Regions from separate parts of the Rattus norvegicus genome. Here region 2 is linked to region 1. The links are chromatin contacts, called in public Hi-C maps. All regions are on one chromosome and are shown on one strand. Each heading gives the region's core, a stretch centred on a gene start, on an enhancer-like site or on the middle of the called end of the contact. The rest is flanking DNA. Distances are from core to core; before and after follow the strand shown.

Region 1 (3,741 bases), core at 726-3,225:
GGGGCCTTAGGGAAGGTGGTCTTGTTCCCAGCTACCCGCCCCTCTAGGCTCAGCTCACCTCTCCTGCCAGCCTGTGGATCATGTCTCCTCCCAACAACACAGTTTTATCGACAGGCTTATCTCTAGGCACTCATAATAGGTGTTTAGTAAAATCTGGTGGCCCATAGCATGCATAGGTCTAAGAAGGAAACCCCTGCAGATTCCTAGACCCCAGCCCCACCAGGGCCCCTGGGTCTTCCTAGGACATCAGAGATGAGTCCGGGGGTCACTGTAAGAGGTCCACCCTAAGGGAGGTGGAGTCGCAAGTCTCACTTCTCTCATGTCCAGCCACCCCAGCAGGCTCCCAGGCAATCTCAACAGGTCTGGTCAGAAGCCCCCAGGCTGCACCACTCATTGTCAGCCTCAGCTGCACAGAGGAATCCAAAACTGTTCCCATTCCCAGCACGGATTTCAGAAAGCTCCCTTCCACCCAGAAGCATCAAAAGTGTTTTTACATTCACTGGCACTCACAGGGAGGCCTCTTCTCCCTACCCACATCCAACCATACAGCCTCTCAGCTAGGGCCCAGCTCGGCATAACAGCCACAGCTCCTGGAGGACCCCAAGTTCATCCCAGAGACCACTGTCTTGTGATCCCGCCATGGGGTCATTGTGATGTAGCTCATGCGATACTTCTGTTTTTCAGGACTAGGGAAAGCAGAGATAGCCCTGTGAACACCGGCAGAGAACTCATCGAATCGTTGTTGGCAGGAAGGTTATATTGGGTACAGATGTAAGCTTGTTCCTAGGACAGGTATGTTAATAAGAGCTAAAACTTCTAAGAAAGCCCGGAGGTGGAGGGAGAGATTAATACATCAGAGTCTACGGTCACAGTGAAACAGCACCCAGAGAGCACCCATCGATAACTAGGAAGCCCTGGCTTCTCACCTCCTCACTACCAGCACCTGTGGTCCCCAACAAATCTGTGCCCCTGGGGACCTGGGAGCCAGCACTGTGCAAGGCTGGTTTCCCAAGTCACGGATGGAGGCTTCGGTGTGATCCGTACGGGGTATCATCTCAGCTTAGGAGACTGAGGAAACCGAGGTTTGCTGAATGAGATGAGATTTGTCCCAGTTGGCAGTGAGTGCTAGGCTCTACATGGACCCTGCCTTCAGTCTCCGATTCTAGCCTGGACCACAGGATGGCCAGGAAGACGTTCTCTTGCTGTCCACGAGGAGGCGCCAGTTCTCCCTGTTGGTACCAAATGCCTTCAAGACCGGGACCCTCAGCCAGAGTGGCTTTCTTTGGTCTCTAAGCGTGGCGGGTTGGGCACTGTCAGCTCTTGGGATGTGGTCCAGAGACACGGCAATCCTTCCTTCAGTTTCTGAGGACTGGTAGGGAGAGTATGAAATCCACAAGGACCTGGGGGCCTATTATCACCCTCCTCAGGTCTCATGGGAACCCCAGTGTGTTAGATCAGAGTGGAGTCAGCTATAAATGGCAGAGGCTCAGAAAGGTCTGGTAACTGGAGGTCACAGACCGGGACTATGGGGTTCTGGCCTTTAGGGGCAGGAGGGTGCTGGTCCCCAGGCCTACGAGCCAGGGTGGTGAAAATACTGCACAGGGTGCTCCACTTATGTCTCAAACGTGATGAACTGAGGGCTCGCATGACGCAGCAAGGCCTGAGCCGCCAGCAGGGCGTCTGCATGGTAAGGGTCTCCCTGGTGTGGGTGCCTCTCTCCAGGGCATTGGCACAGTGAGGGGGACACAGGACTGCTTTGGAAAATCCCAGACTTCCCAGGCAGGTGACAGAACCAGCTCTCCCAGCCAGGCCCAGCAACGTGGAGGCCAGAGCCACCTGACTCTAACTATAAATAGAGAGATGACGGAAGGCTCCGGAAGCCCAAGGGAGGCCAGAGAAAGGGAGTCTGATTCTCCCTAGAGACTGAGGAAGACACACATACGAGGCACTCTTCTGTAGTGTGCCTTCAAGGTCAGCTTGGAGTCCTGCAGACTACCAAGGAGGGGAGTCTTAGCAGGCACTGGCCCAGAGGGTGGGGCAGAGGTGAGCAGGGCTGTGACAGATGACAGGTCCCAAAGGCCAAGGGGCTTTGAAAGCCAGAGGGAAAGGCTTTGTGCTCCGTGCAGAGTCGTGCTCTTACAGCCCTTCTGGCATCATGTTGGAGAACTGGATGAATGTCCAAGAACAAGAAAGGCATAAGAACAAAGAGCGAGTGATTCAAGGCCGCTGGGGGCACAGTGCCAGGAAACACAGCCAGCCTTCCTGTGGAACAGAGGCAGATTATGGGATTCCGGAGGCTGCCAGCTGTTTCCAAGCTAGTTTCCCACCGAACTCCTGATGCCAAGCTGGACACAAAGTCACCTGAAATGAAGACTGCATAGCCCTCATTTCCTTTTAAGATATCTATAGTTCTTCTGTGATGTATAAACCTCTTGGCCCTTCTTTGCTGCCTGCAATATGCATGTGCTTGTTGGAACTGGAACAGCCATTTGGGACCATGAGGTAGAAACCACACGACTTCCACTTAACTACTGAGAAACCAAGAGACAAGAGAAAATGTAGGTACCCATTTGTGGGACTGTCAGACCAGCCCTGAAGCAGATACCTTTGTTTACTTGGGAGAGAAAAAAGCACAGTATTTGGCCACTGTTGCGTTACTGTTGTTGTTATTGTTGTTTTAGCCTCTTTTAGATGAATATATTCTAAGTACATAGTGGTCATTCGCAGATCTCCGGAGAGCACTTAGACATGGGTGTTACAGAATGTCATTTCCCTGGGTCATATAGATGTACTAGGTGATTCTGCATGAAAAATTAGCAGATCCTTTCCAGAATCTTCCCCAGGGAAGTATCAGGGGAATGCCCGACCACGTGGCATGGGTGATATGGATAGAACTCTTTGTCAAGGCAGTCCTCCCTCCAGACAGCCTTGTCTTCTTACTTTAGAAGTGAGAGCCTTGAGACCACCAGGGTCCCTGAAACTTCTACCATTCAATGCTGGGCCAGCCTGGTATCTGCCACTATCCTGTGTATTCCAGGCTGGCTGGCCAGGCTTCCAGCTGATTCTTCCATGTCTGCCGTCTATCTCTGCTGGAATAGCTTTGCGTCATCCCACCCAAGGTTTTACATAGACCCCAAGGATCGAACTCAGTGTTACCAAGCCTCAACATCAAGGGCATTCACCCTCTGAGCCCTCCCCCCACACTCCTATTGGTTTCCTTTGTCCTTCCTGGATGGGTAGGATGGAATGGTCACCCTATGACAATACTAGTCATAAAGCCACCATGTGTCAAAGATCCCAGAGTGCCCCTTACAATACCCAGCTTTCCTTGAGGGGACTGGACATGTCTCTTCCCCTTGCTGGGGTGGAAACCTAGTTTCTGCCCTTCACAGGAACAACTTTTCATTGTGTCACCTAGAGAGATGCTGTTGGAGGCTGGGGAGTGCACCTCTCTATGCACTGGGTCCCTTACTGGATGGTGAGCAAGCGAAGGAGCAGGAGGCAGCAGAGAACCCATTTCCTGCAGCCTGAGCTGCCTCTTTCAGTCTCATATTTACTTTTTGGGCCTTTAAGGAGGGTTGGAGAGCTATAGGGGCACCCCACGCTCACGTCCCTCTTCCTAACATCCACCTTCCAGTGGATTGCACATCCCAGGCCTGGGGGAAACAGGCCACAGGGGTGAGGCAGAGGGAGCCATGGTTGGAGGTGAAGGGGTACAGGGTGAACAAACAAATGGATTCG
Region 2 (3,741 bases), core at 598-3,097, 48 kb after region 1:
TGGAGCAGGTAGCTTCCCAAAGAAAGGCCCTTTCTGCATACCCACTGATGGCGTGGTACAGGATGAAGCGCTCTTTACACAGACCGAGAGAGGCAGCTGGATTTGGGAAGCAGCGGGATGGCTAAAAAACTGGAGACCCTAGAGGCCCAGCTTGACTTCCTAGGATTTGCTGGACCCCCACAGCAGGCTGTAGCTAGCTCCTGAATTCCTGGGTGCATGGCGAATGTGGGACAGAGTAGCCCCTTGACCACAGACTGAGAGCTGAGATTTCTGGCCATTGGGGACATACAGACCCTAACCTCCAAGTGCTTTTTCCACACTTCTGTTTTTATTAGACTATTCAATCCCAGGAAATATGTTCTCCAGCAGAACAGTCTGAGAGAAGGTTTGCTGGGGGAAATTCCTTATCTATTTCTCAACCGGAAAAAGCTGTGGGTGGAGGTGAATATGTATGTGTGTGTGAAGGGGGGGGGTTCTATGTGAGTTCCAGGAAATGTGTGTGTGTGTGTGTGTGTGTGTGTGTGTGTGTGTGCTCGTGCACAAGCACAATAAGGGACACTTGGAACAAAGGTTCAGCCCCATGGGTGCTGGCTGCCTGTACCATGTGGGAGGTAGAGATATAGCAGGGCATGAGCCATACACACAGTATAAAGCCAGATAGGTGGTTTTTGGGGAGCAGAAACCTTCGATGTTGGAAAGCCTGGTTCACTTGTGAATTGCACGGAAGGAGGAATGCTGCCCCAAAGATTGTGCTGTCTTCTTACCCATCCCTTTCAGTGCAGGGTACAGCAACACCTGCATCGTAAGAAGGGTCCATTACTCTTTATGAGCTAGGTAGTTTGTATCCTTGAGTGTGCTAGGGGCGGGGAAGTGAGTCCCTGTGTAGATGTGTGCAAGGTGGTGCGGTATTTTATCCCCATGTTTTGGTCATGGGCCTTTAAAGTCTCCTCTCTGCCCTAGAATCAAATAGTCTCTATTCTGTAGAGAAAAACAGAGCCCGTCCGATTTGGACAATGTTGAACAGATACAGGGGCAGAGATATCCACGATATCACCAAGATATCACCAAGGTTGGCAGGAGAAGCAGGTTTTTCGTTCTTATCAGGGGTGCACTGGGTCAAGGGAAAGGACAGGAGAATGGGGTCGGGAAAGGAATAATAAATAGTGGCTGAATGGTTGCTTTCTTTTCTCTTGGAGCTGAAAATAAGTGGGAAGGGTCTTGATACCTAGTATCCCACGGAAGATGGAGATTCTAGTCCTATCCGTTCCTGCAGTGGGCCAGCTCTAGAAAAGACAAGCCCGTCAGACCGAGGCCCAGCTCTGGCAAAACACTCCACTCCTGGTTTTGATACCCACCAACCCTTCTTCTCTGGCCCTCCGCTGTTCCGTGTCCAGAGCTAACGCCCACGAGTGGCCACCGACCGGAAAACCCGGGATGGATCTCCAGGCCTTTCGGAGCGGAGTCAGAGGGCACCTCGGAGGAGGTGGCCAGCTGGGCGACCCTGTGGCGTGCAAGACCACCGCCACCCGTGGCGCACAGGCCGAATGGGTCATGCCCTCCGTAGCTTAGACGAGCATAGCAGTGGAGCTCCGCCGCCCTTTCAGGCCGGCCCCCGTGAGCGCCTGGGGTGCGCGGGGCGGCGGCCGTGCCCTCGGGGCGGCTCCGGGCGGCGGCGCCTAGTCCAGGGCTGCAGTACATCGCGCGACCGGCAGTGGGCGCATCAGTGACAGTGGCCGTGGCGCTCCGCGGCGGGCGGGCGGCGCCGGCGGTGCCCCGGGCGCGCACTCACACACACACACATACACACACACATACACATACACTCTCTCTCTCTTTCTCTCTTTCTCTCACACACACATACACACACACACATACACACATTCACTCACACACACACACGCACACACATACACACACACACATACACATACACACACACACACACACACACCGCCTCGTACACACTCACACACGCTCCGGCGCGCACACGCGGCGCGCAGGCCAGAGGGAGGAGGCTCCGCGCGGCTCGGCGGCGGCGGCAGCGTGCTCCGCGGGCGGCCCGGAGGGCTGGCGGGCGGCCCCCGCTCCCCGGCTCCGCGGCTCCGTGCAACCCGCGCGGCCCCCGCCCTCGGACCCGCCCCCGGGGGTCGCCCGGCCCCATGCCCTGCAGCGGCGGCAGAGAAGCGCGCGGCCGCAGGCGGCTCTGAGGAGCCCGGAGAGAGCCGGCGACGAAGGGGACCATGTACCGGGACCCGGAGGCGGCCAGCCCAGGTAAGCGCGGCCCCGCGAGGGCTGGGGCGCCCCGCACGAGCTGGGGCGCCCCGCACCGGCGGGTAGAACGGCTGCAGCGCCTGGGCGCCGTCTCGGAGCCCCAGCCTGGGGCTGCTGTCGGCTGGAGCCGCACGAATTGCACCCCTTTCTACCAGGGTCATCTGTGCCCCGGGGGCGTGGGTTCAAGTGGCAGAGACTCAGATTCACACCCGGCAGTCGGGACATTTGTAGGCTGGATGCCCGGGGCCGACTTCGCAGTGTCCCCACAAAGACCTCCCCCCCAACCCCCAGCAGCCCAAGGACAACGTGTGTGGCGGAGCGAGGAGGTGCTGTCCCCGTGGGAGCCGGGCAGTGCCCTCAGAGGTACCCCCTGCTCCCCAGCACCAGTGCCCCGGGGATGTCAGTGTTGGGGGATCTCAGGGCAAGGAAGATCTTGGCAGCTTTGGGCCAAGATGTGGGCACAGAGGAGCGGAGTGTCATCTGCGGTGCCAACTGTGAATTGAGAGGGCTCTAGGGGGCAAGTGGGAATCTGGTGCAGCGGCGGGGTATAGAGGCTTCTGGGAGGTGGGGAACCGCAGGAGCAGTGAAGGGGGAGGCAGGGGTACCTGAAGAGAAAGCGCAGCAGTGGATGACAATGGGGGTGGCAGGCAATGTTCTCCTAAGCTTGGGGAGGGGGACGCAAAGAACACCAAACTCACTCCAGTCCTACCAGGGAAGGGGAGAAGGGGGCCGCACCCCTTTGCCTTTCAGAAAGGGAGTGGCCTGGGAGCCCACTGTCAGCTTAGCATCCATCGAGAATCCTTAGAGCCCAAGCCAGGAATTTCTCCTCCTTCCTCTGGAAATTGCTCTGCCATTTCCTCCTTGGCTCCTGACGCCTCCCCCACGCAATGCCCACCTGTAGACAGATCTCCTTCAGCTCCTGTCCAGCCTCAGTTCCAGCTCCCACCTGGGATACTCCTCTAGACCCAGCAGAGGCCCCCACCCCCACTTCTGCTAGTTCACACCTCCTGCCCTCTGGGGTCAGTTTCTGGGCTGCTCTCCAAAGCCGGGTTCCAGCCCGGCTCCAGCCTAAGACCTACTCCTACAAGAGTCTCTGGGTTCCCCTTCAAGGGCCTCTGGGGGAGGCAGATGCCGTGAGGAAGGCCAAGCTGAAACCCTCCACAGTAGGGGACTCAAGTCCTTGAAGCTGCACAGGAAGCTGTTAGACACTGGCTTTGCCCATTTATGCCCAATCCACATTCGCTGTTTCCTTCCAAGGGGCACTCCAGGTCCACTGAGGTTGACCTCCTGGGGGCCAGACACTGTATTCACTCAGCATGTGGCTCTGAGACTCAGTCTCCTCTGGAGCTTCATGCCCTTATCTGAATGTCCTCTAGGTGTGGGCTGAAGGGACATTACCTTTGAGGGGCCCTTTCGTCATCTGTCTGAACCCAGGTCACCTATCCTGACATTTCTCCCCAGGGAATGCCC

The links. A called contact is a pair of places that touch in the nucleus more often than the background predicts.
Region 2: a Hi-C map of Schwann cells shows a contact between it and region 1, with 2.7 times the contacts expected there. The contact joins the promoter of Syt7 here to the enhancer-like site in region 1. A contact is called at or near these places in 3 of 12 Hi-C or Micro-C datasets (Schwann cells, frontal cortex and prefrontal cortex).

The regions. Positions count from the first base shown.
Region 1 is chr1:216,406,591-216,410,331 of GRCr8, forward strand. No RefSeq gene overlaps it. Among named protein-coding and RNA genes, the nearest start is that of H3f3bl2, 28 kb to the left of the region's middle. Within about 2 kb of position 1,976, at least 24 of the 93 cell types and tissues checked have an H3K27ac peak or open chromatin away from gene starts, as enhancers often do.
Region 2 is chr1:216,454,412-216,458,152 of GRCr8, forward strand. Syt7 (synaptotagmin 7) reads left to right here and starts at 1,848. Exons shown (of 13, transcript NM_001398614.1): 1 at 1,848-2,271. The coding sequence starts at 2,241.